Regions from separate parts of the Mus musculus genome. Here regions 1, 2 and 4 are each linked to region 3. A link is a contact called in public HiCAR-type, HiChIP or PLAC-seq and Micro-C data. All regions are on one chromosome and are shown on one strand. The core of a region is the stretch at or near the end of the contact, and the rest is flanking DNA. Distances in the headings are between cores, read along the strand shown. Region 1 holds the start of Tff2 (trefoil factor 2 (spasmolytic protein 1)). Region 2 has its middle 33 kb from the start of Wdr4. Region 3 overlaps Slc37a1 (solute carrier family 37 (glycerol-3-phosphate transporter), member 1). Region 4 overlaps Ndufv3 (NADH:ubiquinone oxidoreductase core subunit V3).

Region 1 (3,401 bases), core at 192-2,691, 180 kb before region 3:
CTGGCTTGAAACCCATCATATCTGATGCCTCCACGCCCCCTTCCCAAGCTGCTTTGGAAGTTACATTTTTATGTACAGGCCAATGGTAGATTTAGGGTATGGGATGGGGATCGGGGAGGGGGTAAGGGTATAGAAGAGGCATTTAAGGCTTCCTTCGTGTTAACCTGGGCTAGCTCTAGCTCAGCTAGGCTTCCAAGCACCTGCTGTAGACCTTGCCCAGGGCCAGGTCCTAAGCCGACAGCTGGCAGAAGGACCTGGCTCTCCAAAGTTTACCTTGGTTTGGAAGTGGGTGGAAACACCAAGGGACCCCAGCGACGCTAGAGTCAAAGCAGCATCCAAGATCAAAGCACTGCTCACTGGTGATGCCCGGGAAGCCACAGTTCTTTCTGTTGTGGGGTGTCAGCCTGGAGCACCGACAGGGGGCTGTGGATAGAGCGAGCCATCATGGTCATCCCTGCCCAGCATGCTAGATGCTTCTTCCAACCTGCCCTGGGAGCTTAGGACACTTGCAGAATCTCATTGCCCAAGGGGTGACATGAGGTCTTATTTTGCCCATGTTAAAGCTATCTGGCTTCCTCCTGGGGAAACCAGGGGAGGCTTTTATTGAAACCATTTCATTTGTGAAAGAAAGAAAGAAAGAAACAAAGAAAGAGGGAAGGAAGGAAGGAAGGAAGGAAGGAAGAAAGAAACAAAGAAAGAAGGAAGGAAGGAAAGAAGGAAAGAAAGAAAGAAAGAAAGAAAGAAAGAAAGAAAGAAAGAGAGGAAGAAAGAAAGAAAGAAAGAAAGAAAGAAAGAAAGAAAGAAAGAGAGGAAGAAAGAAAGAAAGAAAGAAAGAAAGAAAGAAGAGAGGAAGAAAGAAAGGAAGGAAGGAAGAAAAGAAAGAAAGAAAGAAAGAAAGAAAGAAAGAAAGAAAGAAAGAAAGAAAGAAAGGAAGGAAGGAAGGAAGGAAGGAAGAGGTAAAGAGAGAGAAGGGAAGGGAAGGAAGAAGGCGACACAAACCTTCTGTAAAGAGGGTGACTCTATGAACCTATGCAGAAGTCAAGGTCACAAGATAGGCCCAAGACAGCAGGCCCTCCTGTCCTCCTAACCAGGCTGACACCTGTAGACATAGCCCTTCTGAATAAGAGATTCTGGGTGAGCTTCCCACAGCAGCACCCAGACAGCAGGGTGCTGTCTAGCTCCTTGCAATCTGTCACCCTGCCTTTGTCCTTTGAGGGAACATAGAGAAAAAACCCACCTAGTCCAGGTCCTAGATGAACTACAGCCCATCACTCAAGGGGGCTCAGATCCTACCTTTCACCTGCTGGGTCTCCACGGACTTTTACTTACAAGGTTTCTCGCCCTCTACCAGAGCATGCAGTCCCAAAACCAGGACCACTGCCAGCAGGGGGGCACCTCGAGGTCGCATGTCTGCTCCACTGGACCTGGGCAGCCTGCAGAATGCCCAGTTCCCACCAGCTGGCATTTTATTGGCTCCTGTTTGTTTGCTCAATGGCCCTGATAACTGTCCCTTACTCGTGGCCCCAAGCCTCCTAGGTTCTTTGTGCAGAAAAGCTGACATGGCTCCAAGTGGAGGCCCAGAGGAGGTGGGAAAAACCCCTCCGGACATGGGCTGGGTCAGGCTGGGTCGTGCCAGGTTACTGAAAGGGGAATGGGCCACGTATGCAACTGGAATAGGGCACCCACAGGGTCACACCCAGGAAGGGATTAGCCTCGTGGTGTTACTCTGGGTAAGGTTTGTGCCTACTGTAGAGACTTCTTAGGTTTTGTTTTTTGTTTGTTTTCTTTTTTTGTTTCTTGTTTGTTTGTTTTGTTTTGTTTTTTAAATATTTGAAGTGAATGACGCTATGGAGAAACAAAGAGCACAGAGAGAGAAGGTCATTATATCCAGGAGCCTCCCAGGGGAGGGGGAGCATCTCCAGGGGACCCAGTCTGCATTCCTGATGCAAGGCACACCCTACTTCACCTGGCTCCCTGCCAGCCCCAAGGACTGTTGTACACAGAGACCAGCCGCCAGGGCCTAAGGGAGCCGTCATGGGGCAGGCAGCTTTCTTCATCCCTGAAGCTGGACACTCTTTGCCCCGTGGGGATACTTCACTTCCCTCACACAGTGCCTAGGACTGAGATGCCCACCCATGAAATGCCCCGGAGAGGGGATTTGTAAAATGGACACCGAGGACAGAACCCAGGGGATCAGGACAACTCAGAACAGAAATGTCAGAGGAGAGAAGGAGAGGGACTGTGTGTGTGTGTGTGTGTGTGTGTCCTTTGGGGCTGAAGGAGTCTGCCCAGCTGTGGGAGATAGGCTACAGAGTCCATGACTCGGATACAGAATTTAAAAGCCTTGGCCCCATCCCAGGCTCTAAAGAGCAGACCTAAATCCTCAAAACCTCACCTGGATCCTTGCAAACCCAGCAGGGCTCTATTTCTCTGTGGCACATCCCAGCGGTTCTTTATCTCTGTGTTTATTACGTATCTTTGTTGTTGTTGTTGCTGTGCTGTTTTGGTGTCAACTTGACACAAGCCAGGGTCATCTGGCAAGAGATGGAAAGCAGACTGAGTAAGCCATGGGGGGTGGGTGGGGGGAAGCCAGTAAGCAGCATTTCTCCATGGTCTCTGCTTCAGTTCCTGCCTCCTGGTTCCTGCCTCCAGGTTCCTGCTTGGTGGTCCTGTCTGACTTCCCTCAATGACTGACTGATAGGGATGTATTGGATAAATAATTGCTTTTCTATCCAGGTTCCTTTTGGTTATCATAGCAAGGGGCAGTCAACTAGGACAGCCATCAAGATGATAAGACTTGCCAAGAACCCATTTTCTTGAACATCCTCATTCCTCCCTCCTCTCTGGCCCACATCCCAACCCAAGTTCCCCTGCCCCATCAGGGGTTCCGCCAAAGCCACCTGTCCCCTGAAGAGACATTTATCTTTCCTTTGAGCATTATCCCTTCCCCCTGTACAAGCCTGTGTCCTGATGAACAGGCTATCCATATTATGAGCACTGCACCCCCGCCCCATTCCATATAAAGTCAAGGGTACTGCACAACAATAGACAGCCATATCTGTGGGACCAGGCTGTGGGCCAATCACAGAGGCTCAGGAGAACCCCACAGCTACAGTTTCCACTTTATAGGAAAACTTATGGGTGCTGTGGATACAGACTCTGCACTGTGCCACGTCTATTGCACCTGCCTCACTGGGGTCCACTGACCCGTCTCTGATGACAAGGACTCAGTCCCAAGGTCATTGGCCCAAATCTTGGTACAGGCATAAACGGCTTCTGAACCCCAGGCAGGTCACATGCAGACTGATGGCTGCCGGGCTCTGTATCTTCTGTATCTTCTCCTGGACTCTAGGAACTTCCCCTTCTCTCTCTCTCTCTCTCTCTCTCTCTCTCTCTCTCTC
Region 2 (3,107 bases), core at 400-2,899, 150 kb after region 3:
TGGGGTATGCACACTCGTGTGTGTGTGTGTGTGTGTGTGTGTGTATTTTCCTCACCATGTTGCTGAGGCTAACCTCAAACTTTCCATGTAACCCAGGCTAGCCTTTGGCTGGCCTTTGGATTTCAAGCCCTCCACCTCAGCCTCTCAGCCTCTTACCACAGCGACTGCTCCCATCTCCTTTGACCTACTCGGTTCAGCCCTCATCTCTTCTTGGTTTTGCTTTTGTCTGTCACCTTAATCCAGAGGAACTTCAGAAGCCCTCTGTCACCCTGCAGGACAGGACAGTCACCTGCTACGCTGACCAGAAAAAGACCCTCCAGTCCCATCTGCTCTTCCCACCTTACCACCAAGGACTTCCCCCACCCGACCCTGCCCCCAGGCCTGGGATCCTGACTGACTGCAGTAGGAGATTCCTGAGCCCTCTGGGAATGAATGGGGGAGGGGAGGAAAGGGGACCAGTCTAAGTAAGTGGCCAGCTAGCAAAGTAGACTGACTAGGACTCTGCTCTGGTAGGGAGAATGCAGAAGACTGGTGGACCTGCTTCTGTCCTTAGACATTAGGACTTGGGAGTCTCCCAAGACCCCAGAGTCACACCCAGCCTGAGGTTAACAAGAGCTGTGAACATATATACTGCCCCATCCACACCAGGAGGACCAGAGACTGGAGACTTAACTGGGGTCACTCAGGAAGCCTTCGAATGCCTTCCAACCTGCCCATATCGCTTCAGTAACGTAACCTCTCTGCACAAGCAACTCTTTTTTTTTTAAAGAATCATTTATTTATTTTATATATATGAATACACTGTAGCTGTCTTCAGACACACCAGAAGAGGGCATCAGATCCCATTACAGATGGTTGTGAGCCACCATGTGGTTGCTGGAAATTGAACTCAGGACCTCTGGAAGAGCAGTCAGTGCTCTTAACCACTGGAGCCATCTCTCCAGCCCCCACAAGCAACTCTTAAACCATTCAGCTAACAAACTTACGGTGCTAGTCTTCCGCCATCACCAGACTCTAATTATGCCACCACAGAGCTCTCTGAGCCGTCCCTGCTCACTTCTCAGATAAATTAGTCTCTAGCTTGTTGGGCAGGACTCGGGCCACCCTTCCCCATAGTCTTTAGTCATACCTCTGGCTTCCCAGCATGCCTTATGAAGGAGGATGCTCCACCCCTTAATTTGCATACTGCAGATGGCGATGGGGTCTGTACCTTTTCTAAGTTTTTGTTTGTTCACTGCCCATATAGCTTTCCTCTTCAGTGAAACCAAACCTTTGTTCATTTTCCTCGTGGGACCATCTTTATCGATCACAGGGGCTCTTTATTTTCTGAACTCAGAACCTCGTGGTTATTGTTATATTTTCATAACCGACAGTCTGGGATGTTCTGGTGCCCCAGCATGGCACTAAGAGGTCATGGGTATGGAGTCCAATGACTGAGTGTAGCACCTGACGAAAGAGACACAGAATCCTGCGTGTTCTTCACCCCGGGGGAAGACAGATGCGTTTCTGGCCCTCAAGAGCCTGCTGCAGCAGACCACCCAGACACCTGGCTTCCTGCCTGGGAACTGGGAGGAAGCCTGTCTGCTGTGCTCTATCCCTGCACGGTGTATAGGGGCAATGAGCACCTGTCCAAAGGTGACACAAAATTGCTGCTTCCGACCTCTGCTGTCTTTGTGCAGCTGCAGCAGCCTCCTCTCCCCTAGAAAGTTCACTCCCAGAGTTCCAGACTCTGGGTCAAAGGTCAGTTGCATCTGTGAAGCTCCAGATAAAAAAACATTTCTGGGTGGCTTCAAGTGACTGCTCCCCTGGGCTGCTTCTGCCTCCGGCTCCCCTTCCCTCCTTCTCTTCCCCATCTCTCAGTCCCTCTCCCTCATGCCCTGCCCCCCCGGGGAATGGAACTCAGTGCTTTGTGGATAACGCAGGACACTCCCATCATCCGGCCTAGCCTGCATCTCCTCACACCATCTCCTTGCCTGGATAAAGTTCATCCTAGATGGGGGAAGGACGCTCTGTCTCCACTCTCCTCCAATACCTGATGTAAGGCCTTCCCTAACCATCTGTCTGAAAGCTTTTGATCCAGCCTCACCCCTCCTCCTGGGCCCCCCTCCCCTTCCTGGTCTTATTGTCCTTCAGTGTACTCTAAGGTGACCCAACCTTGTTCCTGGGCTGAGGCCGGGATTTTTACTCCCCAGCTGTAAGTCCCAGCCCTTCTGAAGACCTCACACTACCAACGTCACTGATGGGTCTTCTCCTTGTCTGTGCTGCTCCCCCTAGCACTGGGTGCACCCATGAGCTCCGTGTGTGGGAAGTTTGGGCTGCATCCTAGGATCTCCTGGTTCATGCTAAGTCTCATTGCCATGCCTAAGATATGTGGAATTGGCCAGGTTAATGGGTGAGAGTCCTACCTGGGCTCCTTCCTGCCTCGGTCGTTGGAACTGCCCTGTGACCTGCCTCACATCTCAGAGTCAGCCAGGAACTCCAGGTCTCCCCCACCCCCACCCCTCAGATGTCAGCATAGATACCAACTACTCCACACAGTTTCTCCTGGACCCACAGGATATAGGGCCCCTATCACAGTGTTACATCCTGATTGTGGGTGATCCAAATTGCTCATGTAGGCAGGTGCCCTGCAAAAACCACTTCCCAGGAAACCAGGAAGCACACTCCTTTAATCTCAGCACTTGGGAGGCCGAGGCAGGTGGATCTCTGAGTTTGAGGCCCACCTAAAGAGAGTCCCAGGTCAGCCAGGGACACACAGAGAAACCCTGTCTCAAAACAAAAACAGGGCTGGAGAGATGGCTCAGTGGTTAAGAGCACTGATTGCTCGTCCAGAGGTCCTGAGTTCAAATCCCAGTAACTACATGGTGGCTCACAACCATCTGTAATGGGGACCTGATGCCCTCTTCTGGTGTGTCTGAAGACAGTGAGAGTGTACTCACATTAAAAAAAAAATCAAGCTTAAAAACAAAAACAAAATCAAACAAACTTCCTAGATCCTGACCTTCAGGGATGATTTTCATGGGTACGACTTCTTAGGAGCTGAAGGAAGGAAGGAAGGAAGGAAGGAAGGAAGGAAGGAAGGAAGGGAGGGAGGGAGGGAGGGAGGG
Region 3 (3,303 bases), core at 120-2,619:
GGCCTTGCTGTGCAGGACAGTGTCCCCAAAGCTCTGTACTGTCCCTCCCATGCTCAGGTCACCCATCTCTCACATGCCGATCTGAGCTTGGCCCTGCTCTCTCCCCTCCCCCGGGGTTAAGATGTTCTTCCCTCCTGTTCTTCATCTGTCATACCTGGGGCCTTTTCCTGGGTGGCAGGCAGAGACTGCCCCATGTGGAAGGCTGCCTGCCTCCCTGATACCATGCCAGGCCCCAGGGCTCTTCTCCCACATACACCCAAGTTCCCAGGGTTCAGGGACAAGCTGCTGTTTGTTAGGGGAGCTGAGTGACCACCCAAGGCCCAGAAGGTCAACGAAAAGATAAGCATCAGGTGACAGAAGGGACAGGGAAGGCCTTTTCATGACATCACTTTGTTGCAGCGATGCCAGTGCTCCATTTTCCTCCCGGAAGGCGTCTGATCTCCGCTCGCTTTCGTTTCTTAGAAATTCATTGTCCCTTACAAAGTTACAGATTCTGTTCTGAGAGTGCTTGGGTGCCTTTCTCGTGTTTCTGTGTCTGTCTAACCGGTCCAAGGGTCCACCGTGTCCTGGGCTCAAGCTGACTTATCCCACTATCAAACTCCTATTCATACCCTCGGGCTGCCACACGCCCATCCCCACTCTGTGGAAGAATGGGAGGGGAGGTGGGCTATGCCGTCCCCTCCCTCGATGGCCCCTTGGCCTGGGCTGTCTTCCTTCCTTAAGCTCTGTTTAGTTTAGTGGAGCACCAGATAAGAGTCCTATCCTCTTCCAGTGGACCTTGTTTCATGCATTCAAGGACATACAGCCAATAAAAAACGACAGTAATGAAACATACCCGGATGCTCTTGTAGTTCCCTCTTCTGTTACCACTGTGGGAAGAGGCCCTAAAACTTATTTAGCAGGAACACCGGGCGAAGATCGGGTCCATTGCCAGCAGCACCCTAAGCGCTGCTGAGGGCTCCAGTTCATTGGCTGTGGGTGGCGGTATTTAGTTACCCATCTCCTGTTTGCTCTTTCAGACCCTAAGGACGTCAAGTGCTCCTCCACCCTCCCCACGGTAAGAGCTCCTGTGTTTCCTGTTACCTCCCAGTACAGCCTGCTCCTCTTTACAGCCCACACTGCCAGCAAGGAAAGGCTGGCCACAGCCTCACGCATGACAAGAGTCTATCTCAGCCATTGCAACCCACTGAGCCCTTCCTGCTTCTAAGTCCTCCGCTCTCCCTACAGAGGCTACCTGAAACATGTCACCACAGCCTGGCCTGACATCCCTCAGTGGCTCCCATAAAACCCCCTCTACCTGTTTTCCCTCTGCCCTGTCAAGCAAGCGTTAGGCATATCAAGGAGACCCTTGCTCTAGGGACAGTGCCCAAATTGTACAGCAGGGGGCACCAGAGCCTCTTCCTGTTGAGGCTTAACAGCCCAGGGGTCCTGGGTGTATGTATGTGTGTGTGGGGGGGGTGGGGGGTGGAGAACATTCTGACACTTTATTAACGAAAAACAAAAATAAGCAAAGAAGGCTACTATATTCTAGAAATGTAGCCATGGTGGTATTTGAAAGTGTTCTCAAAGCCATGATGATTTCAGAGTCCAAGTTCACAGAGCTGGTGGTGATTTCATTGTGATCTGAGGCCTCCGTGAGTCACTGGGGTTTGGGGGGTGGGGTGGGGTAGCTCTAAACACAATAGAACCAGGATACTCACTTGCAGACAAGAAAACCTCTGTGGCCACATCCTGCAGCAGCGAATTCTAGAAGTGGCTTCTTCCTCATTGCTAGCTCCAGACATACAGGGGACCAGGCTAGGCACAAGCTCCTGCCTCTCCTGCTGGCACGTATGTGAGGTAGGGCTGAGTCTGCCCGATGCTATACGTGATCTTGGCCAAAAGGTCTAAGCATATCTTTATTAATTTTCTCCTTTTCAAGTCTCTGAGTGAGTCACCAGGGTCTCACAGAGCTCAGCTGCCCTGAGGGCTCGATGGCATGCTGAGCCGGAATCATAAACAGAACTGTTGCTATCTCCACCCTCTTAATGTTTCACAGTGGGGTTCAGCTTCAACACAGGAAGTCATGGGGGTACCCAGCCCTGGCGTAGCTGAGCTGAAGAGAAAAACCATGTCTATTAGGCCTCATCAGAATTCAAGGCTTTAGTGTTTCAAATGGGACCATCTGAATGGGGGAGGGGTGGGGCGAGAAATATTTACAAATTGTGTCTGGGCAGAGACCTGCATCTAGAATACTAACTCATTACTTAGACAGCCAAGGACAAGCAGGGTCAGAGGACCACAGCAGATATTTCTTCTAAGAAGACACACGGGTGGGCTGTGGGCAAGAAGTACGTGTGTCTCACCACTCGGTGTGAGCAGGCATCAGGCGACTTGGTCAAATCCACAGGGTGGCTGTCATGAGGGTTAGTGTGAATGTGGAGGGATCAGAACTCCCGCCTCCCTAGGGCGTATGGAAAGGGATGCAGCCTCGTGGAATGAACAGTTACATCTGACCCCACAGCCCCACTCCCAGAAACACACCAAGAGAATCACAATCACGAAAGACTTGGGCACACAGGTTACCCATAGGGTTATAGCATCCCAAAAATGGAGCAAAATAGACAACTGCCAGTTGATAAACAGATGCATTCAGTGTGATACATTCTGTGGTGAAATATTATTAGGCAGTAGGAGAAATTAAGCTCTGTTGAAGCCATTTGGCTGAACTAAAGAAGCGATTCAGAGAAAGCCACAGCATAAATACAGTTCCATTTGTATGAATGCTTGACTGCTGAGCTATAGCCCAGTCCCTGTGGGAAGCATCCAGAAGTGGGAAAAAATCCTGAGAACAAGCAGATCAGTGAGGGGAGAGGGGGCTGGGGGGACAGCACACAGTGACAGTGCTGTCCCTAAAGGTGAGGAGCATTCTGGGGTTGCGGTCAGTGCTGGATACAAGGCTCTGACTCAGACCACTGAACAGAAAGTCATGAAACAGCAGCATATTTCTGGTTGTTCATCACAATTTTTTTCCTGAGAATTTTTTTCTGTCATGAAAGAAGTGTTCATTTAAAAAAAAAATGTATTGGTGAGCTGGAGAGATAGCTTAGTGGTTAAAAGTACTGAGTTCAACGCCCAGCATCCACATGGTGGCTCACAACCATCAGTAATGGGATCTGATGCCCTTTTCTGGTGTGTCTGAAGACAGTGATGGTGTACTCGCATATACAAAAAACAGTAAGTATTGGGTTTTAGTGTGTAAGCATCTTCCTCTGAGGTTGTATACTCTCTCTCTCTCTCTCTCTCTCTGTGTGTGTGTGTGTC
Region 4 (3,211 bases), core at 85-2,584, 210 kb after region 3:
GATTTCTCTCCTGTGTCCATCTGTAATTCCAGATCCTTCCAAATGCACAGTGTGAACCCAGGGCTTAAAAATACAAAAAGGACGGGCAAGGTGCTCCGATCCTGTATAAGAAACGAAGCAGCCTTGTCCTGTCCCCTATCTGAGAGGTTAGACTCTGCCATCTTATTAACAACAACAACAAAAAGCAGAGAGTCTCCTGGCAGGCCTGTGCCACAATCTCGGGAAAGGTTAGCGTTTTTACAATGGCACTGCCTCCGTGTGCTTTGTGATTCTGCTCAGCCATAAGGTTCGGCATGCACTTCAGGTGACTCTTTTACATTGCCCTTGAAGATGCAGGGCTCTCAAGGTCTCCTGTCTGCTAGTTAGAAAGCTCACACACTATAAACTGGTAGTGTGGAGACTTCTGCTTCCTAAGCGCCCCAGACAGATTTGTGTGTCTGACAGCTGTCTTGTCACCTTTCTCCACAGAGCCCGAGCCGACTGACACCACCACCTACAAGAACCTGCAGCACCATGACTACAACACATACACCTTCCTGGACCTGAACCTGGACCTCTCCAAATTCAGGCTGCCACAGCCGTCTTCAGGACGAGAGTCACCTCGGCACTGAGCTCAGCTCAGGGTAGACCCCGATGTTGGTTCCCATGAATCCTTGCCTGTGAGAATAAAAGGCAGAGTCACAAAGCTCACTATGTGGTTATTTCCCCTCGCACCTCCCAGAGAATGACTTAGCGACACCCTGATTACTCGTATAGTCTACGTGGTTCTGTGGCATCCCCCAGTGGCCACAGTGAAGTGGTCACAGATTCTTCCAGGTTAGAGTCCGTAGCTCCGGGAGATGTTTAACCTCATCATCCCTAACAAGGCCAGAGGGAACGTTCTATTTCAGAGCACACTTAGGGACGGCTGTGTACCACACCCCTCTTAACTTGCCAGTCTACAGCCAGCCAGAGGGATCCGTAAAAAGAGAAACAAAGCAAAGTCGGGCTCACTCAGCCTCATACTGGTCGGCAGCAGTTTCTGCCAGGTCTGAGCCACAGCCCCAGTGAGCCGGGGAAGGCGTTACACTGATTTAAACATGACACAAAAATTGCAGGATATTTGATCACACTGTGGACCCTGAGATTTACTGGGAAAACCTGCTTTTAGTTGTGCTGTGGCTCAGCCTTAACACACACCTTTAATCCAAGAGCTTTCTGCTTGAATACTGGGAGCAGGAATAAATAAAGTCAACCATAGGCCAAGAGGCGGAGCAAACAAGCAGCTGACAGGAAGTGAGCATAGGATTAGTAAGAAAAGTACCATAGAGACTAAGGAAGTCAGGAGGACAGATAGAGAAACTCACAGGAAGTCGTTCAGTTTGAAAGGCTTTTTGAGTTGGTGTGGGAAAGGGACATGCCTTCTGGGACAGAGGAAGATGGTCAGCTGGGTGCTTTCTCTGCCTCTCTGAGCTAGCTACCTAAGCGTCTGGCTCCTGAGTCTTAATTGGTAAAATCGAATGATTGAGACGTTTAAACACGTTTTTGTTTAAAAAAAAATGTGTGTGGAGAGAAACTGGGGATAGGAGGTACACTCGTAAGACCCCCACCCTCGGTCGGTGGTACTTCACTTCGAGATGCCCCCAAATGAGACACCAAGACGCAGATCTATGCAAAAGCAAGAGGTTTATTTTCCGGCGCATGGGGTCAACCTCAATCAGTCCCTCAAGGCGAGTGACAAGAAGGTGACCCTGAATGGCTATTACAAACAGTTTTTATACTTTTTAGGGGCACAGGTTACATCAGCAAGGTTACAGTTCAAGCTTATTGGGTAAGCATATTGACCTTTAAATCTATTGGCTAGCAAACATGACACACATTTGAACTCTACCTGGGACTTTGCAGAGGGTCAGGTGACTATCAGTCAGTACATTTGGAAAATCTTTTACTCAAGAATGTTCCTGGGCTGGTGAGATGGCTCAGTGGGTAAGAGCACCCGACTGCTCTTCCGAAGGTCCAGAGTTCAAATTCCAGCAACCACATGGTGGCTCACAACCATCCGTAACAAGATCTGACTCCCTCTTCTGGTGTGTCTGAAGACAGCTACAGTGTACTTACATATAATAAATAAATAAATCTTTAAAAACAAAAAAAAAAGAATGTTGCTGTGTGTGGGTGGAGAGTAAGGGTTCCCAATAGCTAGGGAAAGTGATTGTCGCCTCAGAGACGTGGCAGGAGCCTTAGTTTAAATGCCTAATTGGCTGTTAGTACTGTGGCCTTGCATCATCCAAATAAGGACACTGCACCTTCCTGGAGTTCATGGGTACGTAGGGAGGTGGGACGGATGCAGGGTAGGGGGACAGTCTATGGGGAACCCTTGCAGGGACCCGCAGGATGGTAGAGGGCAGATTAAAGAAGCAGTCTGTGGGAAAGAGGCAAAGACAGACCACCACGAGATTGATAATGGGAATCCTAGAAAGGGGTCCTCAAGGCCTTAGCATGTGCCCAGGTGCTGAGCTAGCTAGCATTTGGACTGTCAGAAGCTGTGGACACAATTTGAGGCTAGTCCAAACCTCTGGCCTCTGGGAGAACTTAACTCACTCCTGTATTTTGTTGAAAGTGGAAAAAAAAAAACACTCTATAATTTGATTGATATTCTCACTCCCCTTCCCCCAACTATGGTGGTAGGCAGCAGTGTGGCAGAGGTGGAAAGGGTCTAGAAAGGGCATGTGAACGAAGCCAGGCGGTGGTGGCACACGGGAGGCAGAGGCAGGCGGATTTCTGAGTTCGAGGCCAGCCTGGTCTACAAAGTGAGTTCCAGGACAGCCAGGGCTATACAGAGAGACCCTGTCTCGGAAAAAAAAAAAAAAAGGGCATGTGAGCATGTGAAGGTTTGAGATTCTGTCCCCCCTCTGGGTGAAGACTTACACAGTAAAAGACACTTAAAGCTCCTGCTAGTCTTGGTGCCGAATGGGATATGGAAGAAGGATGAAGCCGGCACCAGCAATGATCAGGATACTGCCATGCTCAAGAAGTGGGTGGTGAAGTTGAAGCCCAAGACAGCCATAGTTCAACCACCATCTTGAAAGCCAGTCCAGGCCATGGTCTCTCCAACCTCATGCTCATGCTGACATGGGAGAGCCCCAGTGAACAGAGAGGCACTTGCGGCTAAGCCTGATTACTTGAATTCAAGCCCCAGGGCCCACCACATAGGATAGAACTGATTCGCACA

The links. Hi-C and Micro-C count contacts between places; a contact is called where the count stands out from the background. HiCAR-type assays count read pairs that join an accessible place to other places. HiChIP or PLAC-seq counts read pairs in DNA pulled down with a chosen protein or histone mark.
Region 1: a contact with region 3 is called in a Micro-C map of embryonic stem cells, with 1.8 times the contacts expected there. The contact joins the promoter of Tff2 here to the enhancer-like site in region 3. A contact is called at or near these places in 8 of 39 promoter capture datasets (the HPC-7 cell line, HPC-7-derived erythroid cells, embryonic stem cells and 5 more), 1 of 15 datasets of contacts at CTCF or cohesin (large pre-B cells), 13 of 484 Hi-C or Micro-C datasets (B cells, the Ba/F3 cell line, the P5424 cell line and 6 more), 6 of 115 datasets of contacts at active chromatin or transcription factors (T-cell acute lymphoblastic leukemia, differentiating embryonic stem cells, embryonic stem cells and 1 more) and 3 of 9 other capture datasets (adipose tissue, liver and pancreatic islet).
Region 2: an H3K27ac HiChIP or PLAC-seq map of embryonic stem cells shows a contact between it and region 3, with 8 read pairs. The contact joins two enhancer-like sites. A contact is called at or near these places in 3 of 15 datasets of contacts at CTCF or cohesin (all in embryonic stem cells), 64 of 484 Hi-C or Micro-C datasets (B cells, the BV-2 cell line, CD4 T cells and 31 more), 12 of 115 datasets of contacts at active chromatin or transcription factors (the HPC-7 cell line, embryonic forebrain, embryonic hindbrain and 4 more) and 4 of 9 other capture datasets (adipose tissue, embryonic stem cells, liver and 1 more).
Region 4: a contact with region 3 is called in a HiCAR-type map of embryonic stem cells, with 4 times the contacts expected there. The contact joins two enhancer-like sites. A contact is called at or near these places in 1 of 39 promoter capture datasets (neural stem cells), 11 of 115 datasets of contacts at active chromatin or transcription factors (the SCID.adh cell line, effector CD8 T cells, embryonic basal ganglia and 4 more) and 4 of 9 other capture datasets (adipose tissue, embryonic stem cells, liver and 1 more).

The regions. Positions count from the first base shown.
Region 1 is chr17:31,142,841-31,146,241 of GRCm38.p6, forward strand. Tff2 (trefoil factor 2 (spasmolytic protein 1)) reads right to left here and starts at 1,442. Exons shown (of 4, transcript NM_009363.3): 1 at 1,330-1,442; 2 at 274-423. The coding sequence starts at 1,408.
Region 2 is chr17:31,477,677-31,480,783 of GRCm38.p6, forward strand. No RefSeq gene overlaps it. Among named protein-coding and RNA genes, the nearest start is that of Wdr4, 33 kb to the right of the region's middle. Within about 2 kb of position 1,650, at least 19 of the 459 cell types and tissues checked have an H3K27ac peak or open chromatin away from gene starts, as enhancers often do. A contact at or near this core is called in embryonic stem cells and extraembryonic ectoderm, where this site is marked.
Region 3 is chr17:31,324,647-31,327,949 of GRCm38.p6, forward strand. Slc37a1 (solute carrier family 37 (glycerol-3-phosphate transporter), member 1) reads left to right here. Exons shown (of 20, transcript NM_001242427.1): 9 at 1,020-1,057. Among named protein-coding and RNA genes, the nearest start is that of Slc37a1, 30 kb to the left of the region's middle. Within about 2 kb of position 1,370, at least 75 of the 459 cell types and tissues checked have an H3K27ac peak or open chromatin away from gene starts, as enhancers often do. A contact at or near this core is called in the HPC-7 cell line, the P5424 cell line, T-cell acute lymphoblastic leukemia and 5 more, where this site is marked.
Region 4 is chr17:31,530,642-31,533,852 of GRCm38.p6, forward strand. It overlaps Ndufv3 (NADH:ubiquinone oxidoreductase core subunit V3), which reads left to right. Exons shown (of 4, transcript NM_030087.2): 4 at 469-685. The coding sequence ends at 611. Among named protein-coding and RNA genes, the nearest start is that of Ndufv3, 12 kb to the left of the region's middle. Within about 2 kb of position 1,335, at least 16 of the 459 cell types and tissues checked have an H3K27ac peak or open chromatin away from gene starts, as enhancers often do. A contact at or near this core is called in embryonic stem cells, where this site is marked.